Linked DNA regions of Rattus norvegicus: region 2 is linked to region 1. The links are chromatin contacts, called in public Hi-C maps. All regions are on one chromosome and are shown on one strand. Each heading gives the region's core, a stretch centred on a gene start, on an enhancer-like site or on the middle of the called end of the contact. The rest is flanking DNA. Distances are from core to core; before and after follow the strand shown. Region 1 overlaps Fndc1 (fibronectin type III domain containing 1). Region 2 has its middle 160 kb from the start of Fndc1.

Region 1 (6,925 bases), core at 2,611-5,110:
GCAGTTACTACTCAGTCACAAGGACCCAAGTTCAGATCCCAGCATCTATCTAGCAAACCAGATAAACATCTGTAACTCCAGTTTCAAGACAGCCAGTGCCTTCTGGCCTCTCAAGTGTGTATGTACACACAAGCACACACACACACACACACACACACACACACACACATGCAGATACAAACAACTAAAATAAATCTTTTGTTTAAAATAGCTCAGGTCATCCTGAACTACATGGTTCAAGGCAAGCCCAGGATTTCAAAATTTTAAATAAAAATAACGATAAAAATAAAGACATCATTAAGGATTTGTTTAATTTAAGAAAAAAAGAGCAGCAAGTGACAAGATTAAAATCAAACACCTAAGTCACTAGAGAATGATTCCATGCCCAAGGATACTCAGAAAATAAACCAGTCTTATCTCCCAAGATGCTTTCTGTTGGGTTTTTATCAGTTCTATTCAAGTTTCACAAGAAATTTGTAACAGTTTAGCAGCTTGATGGAATCTGAAACTTCCATAATAAACACTACCTATGGGCCACTCCAAGCCCATTGCCCACTTCTCTGGCCCAAGCACAGGAAAAGCCTAGACTCTCAGCTTCCCTTGCAGCTAGGATACACTTACAAGTTAGCCTGGCCCATAATGCAGGTGAGAAAAGGTGCTGTCATTTATGTGAAAGCAGCTTAAAGGGCCACAATGTGCTCCTGTCCCCTTTTAGCTTCCTCTTTTCTCACCTTCTGTGATGTCATGGATATAATCTCTAGAAAGGCAGCAACCATCTAGCAACAGGAGATCAGATAACATGGGCAGCAATGGCAGAGTGGAAACATGGGACAATCTGGGACTCCGATGTCCTCTAGCTTTCTCTGCTCCCAGGTTTACAAGGAAGAGATAAACAATTCCCTCATCTGTGTATCCACTGATCTCACAAAGGATTTGGGGTTAGCCAGGCTGTTGTTTGTGGGTTTATGATGTCAAGTCATGATAAGCGAGAACCGTGATCACTTTAGCTTGTTCCTGATGATTTTAGGGGTCCATCCTGGAAATACCCTTTTGACAGCGTCAGTTCTTCTGTAGGCACACCATTGACTTGAGTAAGTACATCTGTGCCCCAGAACAACAAACCCAGAAATGAAAGTGAACCTAACCCCAGCTCTGGCCAAGTGTGATCGTTAGGACCTAACGTTTTAAAGCCCTTGGACTTTTTGTTTAGAAATTCACACAAATAAAAGCTACTGTTTCAGGGAAAACAAGATCCCTTCCACCCATGTACACTGCCAGCTTTCCGGAATGGATTAGAAAGATAAACCGGAGGGATACGGTGGGTGTTCTCCTTGTAACAAACATAAGACAGATGGCATACCACTGGAAAGAGCAAATTTTGAGAGCTGTGGAGGGAACACCGTGCCACGCCTGCTAATGACAATACCACAGACTCATGGGAAATCAGCTCTTCCCAGGTTTTTTATGGGATCTTTTGCACATTCTTCAAATTCAGCTTGCAAACAAAAAATGATTCCTTAAAGAACTGCCGTTGTCCACTGGTCCAACTCACACTTAGCCCACTATAAACTGCCAGGCAAAACACACACACACACACACACACACACACACACACACACAATTTCTCTAAAAATTAATTTCTTTCCCCAAAATGTGAAGGTCATCGTCTAACTATGTTAAACACTTGGATAATCCTGTGTCCTCAATCACCACTCAAATAGCCCTGAAAACTCCCTGAAAAATTCCCTTAGAAAATGCAACAGGCAGGGTCTTGGGATGGGGTTCAGTTGGTGAGTGCTGGTCTAATGCACATGAAGCCCTGAGTTCAGGGCCCAACACCACATAACCCAAAAATGGTGGCACATGCCTGTAATCCCAGCATGTGGATGCAGAAGGATCAGAAACTCAAAACCAGATAGTGAGTTTAAGGCCATCCTGGGATGCACGCACACACACACATACACACACAAAGAGAGGCCAAACAAGTGCTGTGGGGAGGTAGGTTTTTTTTTAAAAAAAAAAAAAAGCAAGTGAAACAGATGTAACCAGAAGCCAAAAAGACCCAGTGGCAGTCCAAATTTCAAATGAATAGTTTTTAAAAATTTTAAAATCACCTAGTGATTACTAATGGGAATAGACAAATAATCTATGAAAAGTGGGGAATAGAAACAATATATCAAACAAAAAGGTGTGTGCGCGTGTGTGTGTGTGTGTATGTGTGTGTGTGTGTGTGTGTGCGTGTGTGTGTGTGTAAAATCTTAAAGAAGGAAGGAATGAGCATCGGTTAAACAGATAACTTGCATCAACCACACCATTCGCTCATCCAACCAATGTTTTTTTTTTTTTTTTTGGTTCTTTTTTTCGGAGCTGGGGACCGACCAACCAATGTTTTTTGAGGAAGGAAGTCTCAGAGTGTAAGGCAGGCACAAGGGATACAGAAGCGACCAGAGAGACTTCCACCTGTGGTATGTTTTCGGTCTGTTGTGTTTTGTGATGCTAGACTAGACCTAAAGGTCTAGTCCTCACATTTGCCAGCTTCTGTTGTGCAAACCCTGTTCCTTAATTTAAAACTTTGGATAAATAAAAAATGGTATAGCCAATTCCTGAGGAGATTAGAGGTGGGTGGGTTTTGAGTTACCTGGTTGGGGGTTGCCGAGAGAGAGAGAGAGAGAGAGAGAGAGAGAGAGAGAGAGAGAGAGAGAGAGAAGGAAGGAAGCCGCCATGAGGGGAAATGGACCATGAGAGCACATGGCCAGGAGAAACAGCAAGTATCTGGGGCACATTGCTGGGGAGGTAGCCAGGCCAGCAGTTAGAAAAGTAGATTAGGGGTGACCCCTAGTAGTTGTCAAAGCCAAATAAAATCACCATAGTCTGAGTCTCATTCATTTGTGAACTAGACAGGGGATACTGTTGAGGTTTGGTCTGTCGTGTATTGTAATGCTAGACTAGTTTAACTAGTTGTCCAACCCGGTTCAATTAGTTTTCCACCCTGGCATTCCTCGAACTGACCAGGAGAGAGCTTAGGGACTCTTACACAACTGGCAAGGGACAGAGACTGAAATCACAGAACACACTTTCAAAGTTTTTACAGGTAAGGGGCATGTGGTGCGTATGTGTGCTGGCTATGAGCCCCTGGAGGTAAACCACGAAGGGGTTAAGGATGGGATTAGACACACAAGCACAGGTCTGTGAGTGGTCATGAGGAAAGTTAAACAAGACCTATTATAGGAAGGACCTTGTTATAACCACACCCCTTGTTAGAAATCAGGCATTTCCATTGGCCTGCCCTCCCAGGACCTAGCAGGAGAGTCTTAGGTCATCCCCCAGATAGCCAGATGCACCAGGTGCAGTGCACAAAGGCTCTGGCCACACCAGATCGGGTTATCTCTCTCCCGTTTCATTTTGTTTGTTTGTCTGCCTGTCTATACATCTGTCTATTTCTCATGTCCCCATTCAGAGAAGACCTTTCGATTTCCCCCCTCCCCCAAAAACCTCTTGCCCTAGACCTGTTGCGAGGTGTAACTTCTTAGCGGCACACACCTTGGCACAAGCGCCCCTTATCCGAACACCTCCTGGTCCACTTTGTCACACCAACTGCAATTTCAGGGAAGCCCTACTTCCCTGCATACCACAGTTCCTTGTCAGCCAACCACAGTAGGAGAGACCCAAAAAAAAATGCTGTTCTCGATTCATTTCTTCAGTTTACAGTTTCAGTTTACATTCTGTCATGTAGGGAAGTTGAGGCAATAGGAATTTAGAGGAGACATCACATCCACAGGCAAGAGTAGGAAGAAATGAGTGCATTACCTCTCTGTCGCTTGCTCGCTTGCTGGCTTGCTGCCAGCTATGAGCTTTCTCCTGGCTTGTACTGCCTACTTCCGCTCACAGTGGGCGGGGTCTTCCTACCTCAATTAGCAAGGGCGATCTCCAACAGACCTGCCCACACCGAATCCAATCTAAATAATCCCAAATAAGACTCTCTTTCCAGGTGATTCTGTGCTGCGTGAAGTTAACAGTTAAAACTAACCAGCACTCAGAGCAAGTCAGAAACGCTGGTGCTGGCATTTGCACGTAGCCTGGGGAAGAAAATCTGGTTAGCACAGTTAATTCCCAGACGTGTAACCCCAGGTAGCCTGCAGGGGAGGAGTGTAGGATTTCTAAGATTTGAGTCCAAATCCTAGGACAAGTATTTACTAGATTATACCAGCGTGAGAACAGTTTGACAGCTTTACTCCTGGTTTCCACAGGAAGAAAATGTGAGTATCACCAAGTTCACATGGTGACTATGGAAACCAAGCGGAAGGACACTTTGGGAAGAGTCTGTTAGGAAAAGGACACTTTTTAAAAACGTCCTCATGCGGTAAGGGTGAGAGTCACATCTGTAGCATGGGCTTTATGGAGTACTTCAATGCCACCGCAGAAAACTACAATGCTAACTGTTTTGAATCAGCATTTACTGTTGCTACACTTAACAGTAAGTTACGATAAATTCTCACTATGATAATTAAAATAATTTGCAATACTCCCCTAGCTACAAAAGTAAAACTTGAGACTGGGGGCGGGGGGAATTACCAAGACTATGACACACACATACCCATGATTTTTAAATTCTCCCCCATGGTCCAACTGTTTCAATTCTGGCCTGGGCCTACAAAGGTACCAAGGGTACCCCAACATCTAAAAGGTTGCACAGTCCAACTTTAGATTTAGGTTTCAAATCCCTTACGTATTAACACGTAATTGGCAATGGTTAATATGCAGCCATGTCGACCACGTCCTTCCCAATTTAATGCCTGCAGGAAGCTCCAACGAGTAGCAAGCTAAAACAAATTTTAAGCAGTGCACTAAGGGAACAAAGCAGATAACTGAAAGTTTGTGCTCATTTTCTTCCTTTCTAAATCCCGGCTCGAATGGAGCCCAAGGAAGATGGGACCGCCTCCGAAAGGCCAGGAGCGCCCTCTATCGGCCACAGAACGCAAGTGCTGCCGAGCGCTAGGTCCAAGTCTTGAAGAGAATGATGCTAGTTTATGCGACTAACCAATGGTTCCAAATACTCAAATGCGCATTTATTAAGGCTGGGGAAGATGTGCGGGCAACAAAAGCTCCCCAAGGCACCGGTTTCCAGTTTGCTCAGCACTTTAACAGATGAAATCTGTGCTTTCACAAGTAACTACACAGCAGGCCTGTTCCTTTCTCAATTTCATTTTTATAGCTTTAAACACCCGCCCCCGCGTTTTGTAAATGAAACAAAAGCTCCTGATGACAGAAGTTTAATTACGACCTAAGACAGCCCTGAAATTCCATAAGGAATTAAACAGCGGTCCTGTCCCCAATCAGCCTCCGGGAGCATCTCCGGAAACGTTTGTACCCAGGTTTCTTGTTCACACCCCTTGAGGTTGGCAGAGTAGTAGTGGTACCCAAAGGTCTCTTCCTAAGTCTCCAGAGCCAAGAAAGGTGAGCACTCAGGAGCTGGAAGTGAAGAAACCCACTCGTGCCCCATGTCTCCCAAGGGAACACAGCCCTGGATTTTAGCCCCAAGAGACCCAATCTGGACTCCTGACCTCCAGTACTATCTTATAATAATTCCTGCTGCTTTGAGCCAGGTGTGTGGTCATTCCTCACAGCAAACATAGGGATAGAACACAGTCCACATCCATGTCCCTCCCATAGACAAGGGATGGGTCATTACCACTTACATGTAGATATTGTCACATGTTGGTGACATGGGGACTTTCTAGTGACAGCTTCCTAGGGACAAGAATTGTCATCCTGCAATCCCACTGCACCCCTAATTTTACAATAATGCTTTCTATGCTCACAAAAGAGTGATATGGGTCATCTGCCTGCTAGGCTCCGGAGCACAGACTGAAGCCAAAGGGTCCACCTGCTTGCAAAGGCATGAGTGGAAAGAAACACCAAAGAGTTGGAGCTGCCCAGGCCACAGGAAAGTTTCCAGGGCTTCTAACGATGAGAGGGTCTCACTGACCACATCTACCCACAAATACAGACAGCCAGTAGAGAGGTCATGAAGACGTTAAGACTCTGCCTCAGGTGTCTGGACTTCTAATTTCCATTCACCCGTGTATCCCAGGAGCTGTAAAAAAAACTCTGTGGCCTCTGGATCCCTTTCTACCTTTAAACTTACAAGGTTCCCATAAAAGTTATACTTCAATGGGGAGTCTGCCATCTATCTTTCCTTACTATACTAGGGATTATGCTAATTTAACAATTAATTCATTTATAATGAGGGTATAACTCAGGAGCAGTGTGTCTAGCATGTACAAGGCCCTGTGAACAGTTCAAGATAGACAGTAGATTATGTGTGTGCATGCATATGTGCCTGTGTGTATACATGCATATGTGCGTTGCGTGTGCGTTTGTGTGCCTGTGTGTGCATTGTGTGTGTAAGTGTGCTGTGTATTCACACATGCCCTGGCATATGCACATGTAAGTGCACACTTGCACATGGAGGCCGGAAGATGGTCTTGGGAAGACTGATCTCGTGCTCTACCTTATCGGGATGGAGTCTCTTTTGTTTCTGTCGCTGCCTTGTGCATTCCTGAGCACCTGACTTACAACCGTAAGTAACTTGAAGGCTCTCCCATCTCCACCTCCCATCTTTCTTGCTACAGGAGCTCTGGTTTTGCAGATGCTTGCCACCATGTTGGGCCCCTGTATACACTATTTTGTGTGATCGCTATTTGGACTCACTGTGTTTCATCGTGTGACATTTCGAAGGCACATTTTCATTCATATTGCTATTAAAACCACATTCATTCCTGTCACTGTTGCCATTGGAAAGGTTTCTACTACAGAGAAGCGTTTCAAACCTACCAGGGGAGAGACAGCTTAGCTGCCTTCAAGCTCAAGAAACTCAAGTTGCATCACTGACAAGAAATTCGTGCAATTACTTTAGCAGAGGCAC
Region 2 (6,925 bases), core at 1,768-4,267, 160 kb before region 1:
CTGCACCATTTAGATATCTGTCAGTCTGGATAAGGGGTGAAGACATGATCTCCGAGTCCTACCCCACCCTATAGATGCCTCCAGAAGATAGCTCCTTCCTGTGGCACTTGGACTGTTCACATCAATCCAGACACTTGTCAGGATCTGTCATCACAGAGGTACTTGAGTTGTTCTATAATTTGCAGTGGTTAAGCCTTTGTGAGGATAGAGAGCTGAAGCAGGTCCCATGAGGAGGCCCAGGAAGACAGATGCATCCAGGAGGACTGTATCCATTACTTGTCTGTTGCTGTGATAAAACCCCACAATCCAGGCAGCTTATATAAGACTTACCTTGAGCTACAGTTCTAGGGAGACAAGAGTACATCATGGTGGGGACCCATGGCATGAAGCAGTGAGCATAGGGGCAGGAACAGGAAGCTGAGGGCTCACATTTTGGACTGCTAGCATGAAACATTGTGTGTGTGTGTGTGTGTGTGTGTGTGTGTGTGTGTGTGTGTGCGCGCGCGCGCGCGCGCGCGCGCACGCGCGATGTCTTGGAAGGGTGCATAGCTTTTTTTTTTTTTTTTTTTTTTTTTGAGCTGAGGACCGAACCCAGGGCCTTGTGCTTGCTAGGCAAGCGCTCTACCACTGAGCTAAATCCCCAACCCCCGGTGCATAGCTTTGAAACCTCAAAGTCCACTGTCAGTGACATACTTCCTTAAGCAAGTGTGTGTGTGTACCAGCAAGACCTTTAAACCTATACAAACAGAGCCAACAACTGAGTATTCAAATATCTAAGTCTAAGGGGGCCATTCTTATTCAAATCACCACAAGGAGAGAAATCACAGGCTGTTTGTGTCTATGAAATATATTCAGGGGTTGGGGATTTAGCTCAGTGGTAGAGCGCTTGCCTAGCAAACGCAAGGCCCTGGGTTCGGTCCCCAGCTCCAAATAAAAGAAAAAAAGAAAAAAAGAAAAAAAAAGAAATATATTCAGAGGGTGACTTATGGAAAGTATGACGGGGGGGGGCAAAACTGGCTTTATTGTTTGATATTTGTTTGCATGAGTAAACCTAAAACCCACGTGTACTGGATTTTAGTCTCCATTGCTCAGGTTTCTGTCGATTTAATTAATTTAATTCACATAAAATTACATAATTTCTTGTGTGCACTGGTTGGCTTTTCAGGGCCATGAAGAATAGGGAGGGTTATCAGTGGTGCCTACAAGTCATTAGAAGTCACCTGAGTGGCTCGTGGACTCATCAAGTCATTGCTCGGGGCTATTTTTATCTGTCGTCAGCTTTCCCTGTGGCTCTGTGTGAAGTGACTACTGTGAACGTCCTGTCTTCGCTCCTTTCTCTGCTCCTTCTCCATCCTCCCAGGACTCTTCCTGCTCCTTCTTCATTCCCTACACATTAGGCGGCTGATAAATCTCCTACAGGGGAAACTTCCGGTTTGGGATCTTCTTCACTGGGCATGGATCTACTGTGGTGGCTTCTCATGCTGTGGACAACATCTCCTTTCTTTTCTTAGCAAAACTGCCTGTTCCTGGGCCCACTCCAGGCATTCCCACCCAGACCCAACAGCTAATCTGTGATAAATGACGTTTCAGTGGAGTGAAGAGCTCCCTGCCCTTCCCAAGATGCATCTGTGCTGTAAAGGTGCCCTGCAGGGGTGGGTGGGGGAGCTCTTAGAGGGCCATACTCCGAGTCATGACTGCCATCCGCCAGGCAGTGCGGAACTTTCGGAGTATAAGTGGGTATCAGGGGAGTTTGGGGATTTCTTAAATCACCCCACGTATCCAGTCAGATACACAGAGTGATGGGATACACGTAGCCTAACCGGAGTAAGTGCTCAAATGCCTGAACCTAGGAGGGAACGTTCTTATTTAAATCACCCGAGATCCAGAAATCCCAGTGGGTGTGGAGAGAGTAAGACTCCTGGCTTTTAAGAGGCCTGTCCCACAGCACATGTCCTTGAGCACCCAGGGGAGCTCTCGGTGCTCCCCGAGACAGTCTAGGAGAAGCTGGGGAGCGGCTGAGTGTGATTATACACTGGCTGTCCTGGCCTGAAGAGTCAGGTCCCTCTTTCCTAGAGGCTTTGGGAAGTTTAGAATCCCAACTTAGATGTTTCCATGAAAAACCAACTTTGAAGTTCACCTTGGTGAAGATGACTGAAACAGCTGGGTCGAGTGACAAGTGTTCTCTGTCACCTCATCCCCCAGGGTCCTTGCTACTTGTGCAGGTTGAGATTGTCCCTCTTGTCCCCTTGCGCCCTTTAGTCAGGGGACACATTATGTCTTGGTAGCTCGTGGATCTTTGAGTTTCCTTACACTTGACCGTCGTCAAGTGTTCACCCAAAGAGGCCTGGATGGACTGTGTCCGGCTCACTCTGCTCAGCTCACCACATCCAGTACCACTCCATGCCCAAGGTCTAACATGCCTCAGAACGCCCAACATATAATAATATGCTCTCTGTAGAAGGTATCAGAAATTAGAGTAAAGGGCATTCCAAAATTCCCTTTCATACTCTACCCCACTCACCTGGGATTCTAGCTAAGCTTTGCTGTGACAGAGACAACTCGTGGAACACTTGTACTTGATTGGCAATCGGCCGACAAGGACCAGTTCCCTCCCACGGAGCTGACAGGCACTTGAAGAGGCAGAATCTGAAAACAGGGGGAAGGATGTGCTCCTCTGAAGAATAGTTTTGCTGCAGGAGACTGACAGTCAGCTGAGACACAACAGCCTGGAGTCTAACCAAGGCCAGGTGGTCCATGCCCTCAGGGCCACAGAACGAGCTCCAAATCTCCCTGGGATGCCAGAGATCTTCATTCAAGTGAGTACACACTCAAAAAGCTCAAATGTGTTTGTTGGGGCCAGAGAAACAAAGGACAAAACCGGGCCTCCTTCCCAGCCACTGGCCTGCCAGAGTCAGCCGCCAGGCAGGAGCCAGGACACAGAGGCCAGCAGTGACCTCAGGCCCACACTCATTTCTCCCAACCTGCTTGGGGGGACCTCAGAGCTCCCCAGCTCTATCCTGGGAGTCACAAGACTCCTGTCCCTGCCTCTGAGAGGTCAGAGGTGGGAGCTTTATTGACTCACAGCAGGACTTTCCCAACTTGGAAGCCAGGATTTTTCTTCCCGTGTATTACAATAATAAAAAAGTAATTACTGCTCTATTGAAATTTTCTGCTAACCACACCAGGTCCAGACATCTGAGTTAAACTAAGCCGGAGAAGCTTTAGTGGAGATTTTTCCATAGCTGCAAAGCTCTGCAAACCTCAAAGGCGTCCAACAGCCACCGCACCCACAAATATTCCAGGAATGAAGACAGTTCAAATAAGAGAGAAATGGCTGATTAGGCCTATCTGAAAGGCTCTAATGAGCAATGGTATCTTTTGGATAACATTACAGAAATGAGTGAGGAGTCACTAGTTAAAATCATGAAGATAAAAATTTTAATTAATCACTCTTACAAGGAGGAAGCCGCAGAGGGTTGGCTCATAGACTTGGAATATTAGAGTCACTTGAGAGGTGCAGTTGGCAGAGAAAGGTGGCCAGCAACCACACCCTTTTGCTACTTTCCTGCTGAGTACCATGTGGTGGTTTGAAAGAGAACGTGTCCTAGTGGCTTGGAGTTTTTAACACGTGGTCTCCAGTTGGTGGCTTTTGGGTGGGTTTAGGAAGCATGGCCTTGCCTGAGGAAGTATGTCACTGTGGGGAAGTCTCTTCAGTTTTTAAGTCACACCCCATTTCCACCATGTTCTCTTGCTTCGTGCTTCCAATTTGAGAGGTGAGCCCCAGTTCAGCTCCTGCCACCATGCCTTTGCTCCACCATCCTGGATTTTGACCCTCGGGAAATGTTAGCCCAAATATACTTTGTTCTGTAACCCACCTAGGTCATGGTGCTTTATCACAACAACAGAAAAATAACTAAGACACCGTGAGACACAGCAAGAATCTCCCTACCCAGTGCTCAACACCATCAGCAGGCAAGGGGGCCCAACTTGGAGACTTTTAAATTAAACAGGATATCAGGGATCGTCCCCAAAAGAGCCAAGCCTGTACGTGGTAGGACATGGTTCTTTATGCCACTTTCTGGAGGTGAGCTAGACATATTTGCCTACAATCAAATTTTAATAAAATTTCCAGTTTCTAGGATATCCAGAGGATATGGTAAGAATTATTCATTGAAATTCTGCTGCAGGTGGAAGTCGAAGCCGTGAAGACCTGCTACTCTTTGTTCATTCATAGCCACTTACACAGTGTTGGGAGAAGCCTTGGGAATTCCTGGGTGGAGGGATGACAGGACAGGATCTTCTGGATGAAGTGGGGCTACTACTTAGGGCTTCCAGGGAAACCGGGTTTTGTAAATGCCTGCTAGATGGCAGAAAAGGGGGGGCCAGGCTCAGACCTGCAGCCAGGCTCTTCTTGTGCCAGGCTCAGTCTTGTCCCTTGGATGCAGCACCTCACTGTCTCCTCTCCATGTGAGCTTCAGCCTTCCCATAGAGCTGACAAAAGTCCCAGAACTCTCTTATCCAGACAATCATTTCTTCTTGATTTCTGGATTATCTCTGGCAAAATTTAGGGCAAGAGGTGACTCCTGGGTTTCTTTGTCTGTATTGAAAAGGCAAGAGACACTCCTTGCTTTTCAATCTGCCACCTCCAGGATTTTCTTGATGCCTTCTCCACCCATGGAATCTTCCTCCTCCTTCCCAGGTAAGGTAACCCCAGTTCAGCCAGAGCTGACTTCCTTCCCCCTGCCACTGAGGCTTTTTTCCTCCCATCATTTATTTAAAAACAACAATAACGACAACAACAACAACAACGAACTAGGTTGTTAGTTTCTCTTCAACAGAAAGCTAAGTCCAGCATCTTACTTATTTAAAATCTGCCATGTACTGTATGCTTCACGCCACAAATCCAAATGCACACCACTTACATCCATGTGCACGTGTGTGCATGAATATACACAGATGCCAAGGGAACAGAGACTTAACAAATGCCTGAGCCCGGTGCTGATGGACCAAGATGCTTTGCAAACCGAACTCGGTAGCTGGGCACACAATAATGACAGGCTTTGCAGAGTGAAAGTGTAGTTTGTGCACAGCATTCCTCCTTTAAAACTAAACTCGTTGAGTAATTCTTATATACCAATCACTCCCAAGGCTATTTACATACCTTATCTTATTAAATCTAAGGCTAGCCCTATAGGGCAAGAGTTCATACCTGTCTTTCAAGTGACTGACTGTGACCAGAGACGTTAGATTGTTTACAGTGAATAAATGATAAAAATAAGACTTCTCTACAGGCCTCCACTAAACCACACCAGCACTCAAAGTACAATTTAACCTTAAAGGGCAGGAGAAACTCCATACTGGAGAGACCCATTTCCCCAGGGCTGGGTCAAATGGAGTCCTAGGTTTTCTTTCTATTGCTGTAATAAAGACCATGACCAAAAGTAACTTGGGAGGAAAGGGTTTCTTGGTTTATACATCCCCAGTATAGTTCACCCCCGAGGGAAGCAAGGCAGTAACTCAAGCAGGGCAGGAACCTGGAGACAGGAACTGAAGCAGAGGCCATAGAGAAATGCTGCTGTCCATGGCTTGCTTAGCCTACTCTGTTACATACACAGGACCACTTGCTCAGTGGAACTCCAAACCCCAGTGGACTGGGCCCTCCCACATCAATTGTTAGGCAAGGAAATGTCTGAAACACTAATCTACAGGGCAATCTGGTGGAGGAATTTTCTTAATTGGGATTCCTGCATCTCTAAGGACCCTAGCCTGTGCCCAGAGTTAAGACAGTCTTCCCACATCTATTAACCTAATGGAGGTAACTAACATGGCTGCAGTGGTGTGCATTTGGATTTGTGGCATGAAACATACAGTACAAGGCAAAGGTAATTACTAACTGAGGTAATTACTCAAAAACAGGCCAGTGGCGCCAGGTGATTCCAGATGTTAGCAATTAACACTAACTGGCAGTCTTCCTTTTTTCCCATTTTCCTTTCTCCTTCCTTTTCCTCTCTTCCTTCCCTTTCCTATCCCCCTTCCTGCCCCTTTCCCTTCCCCAACTCTTCCCTTCCTTTTCCTTTTCTCTTCCCTGCTGGGTATTGGTTCTAATGCTTTGTCTTAATTCAGCTCCCAAAAGTCACTTCCAGACCTGAGGATCCCTGCCCCCAGCTGCCTCAGATTGGTAATAACGAATTACTGTACAGCCAATGGCTGGGCAGGAAGACAGAGGCAGAACTTTGAGATTGCACAGGCAAGAGCCTGAGAGGTGGGGGAAGAGGAAGAGAATCTCCATGACTCGGAGGGAGAGAGATTAGAGTCAAGAGCTGTAGGAGAGAAAGCATCCAGAAATGTAGGTGGAAAGGGAACACAGCCCTATTGGGGGCTACCCATAAGGTAACAGGGCAGTGGAGATAAAATAAAGATTTTAAACGATGTTAATTCAGGAATACCAGAGGGAGTATTTGCTAGTCACAGGGAGGTTTAGAAATGCCCAGCCATTAAGCTAGTCAAGGCATATCAAAATTAGCTGGTGTGTGTGTGTGTGTGTGTGTGTGTGTGTGTGTGTGTGTGTGTGTGTGTGTGTCTTTCATTCATGAATCCAGAGCTCTTGTGCTGATACAGCACACACATGATTGGCCAGGGAGCCAGAGCCATTAACTAATTCACCACTACACTTCCCTTCCTTTTATCAGTGTTCAGTACTTTTCTTGGAGAGCCTGGACTTCATGTTGGTTCTACTGTGCAAACTTTCCCCAGAAACACCCCTCTCCATGATCTGGTTCATCCTCCTGAGACTAGTAGCAGACATGACTCTCCCACATGGAAAAATGAGGAAGACATGTGTTGTGCATAAGCACATAAGGCATGTTGCAGCTTCTCTCCCATGCTGCCCACTGTCTTCAGCCTTGGCCCAGACATGATCGAAAGA

What was found. Hi-C and Micro-C count contacts between places; a contact is called where the count stands out from the background.
Region 2: a Hi-C map of psoas muscle shows a contact between it and region 1, with 3 times the contacts expected there. The contact joins two enhancer-like sites. A contact is called at or near these places in 3 of 12 Hi-C or Micro-C datasets (the Rat2 cell line, Schwann cells and psoas muscle).

What each region holds. Positions count from the first base shown.
Region 1 is chr1:49,689,631-49,696,555 of GRCr8, reverse strand. All of the region lies in intron 1 of Fndc1 (fibronectin type III domain containing 1), which reads right to left. Among named protein-coding and RNA genes, the nearest start is that of Fndc1, 6.2 kb to the right of the region's middle. Within about 2 kb of position 3,860, at least 10 of the 93 cell types and tissues checked have an H3K27ac peak or open chromatin away from gene starts, as enhancers often do.
Region 2 is chr1:49,847,738-49,854,662 of GRCr8, reverse strand. No RefSeq gene overlaps it. Among named protein-coding and RNA genes, the nearest start is that of Fndc1, 160 kb to the right of the region's middle. Within about 2 kb of position 3,017, at least 15 of the 93 cell types and tissues checked have an H3K27ac peak or open chromatin away from gene starts, as enhancers often do.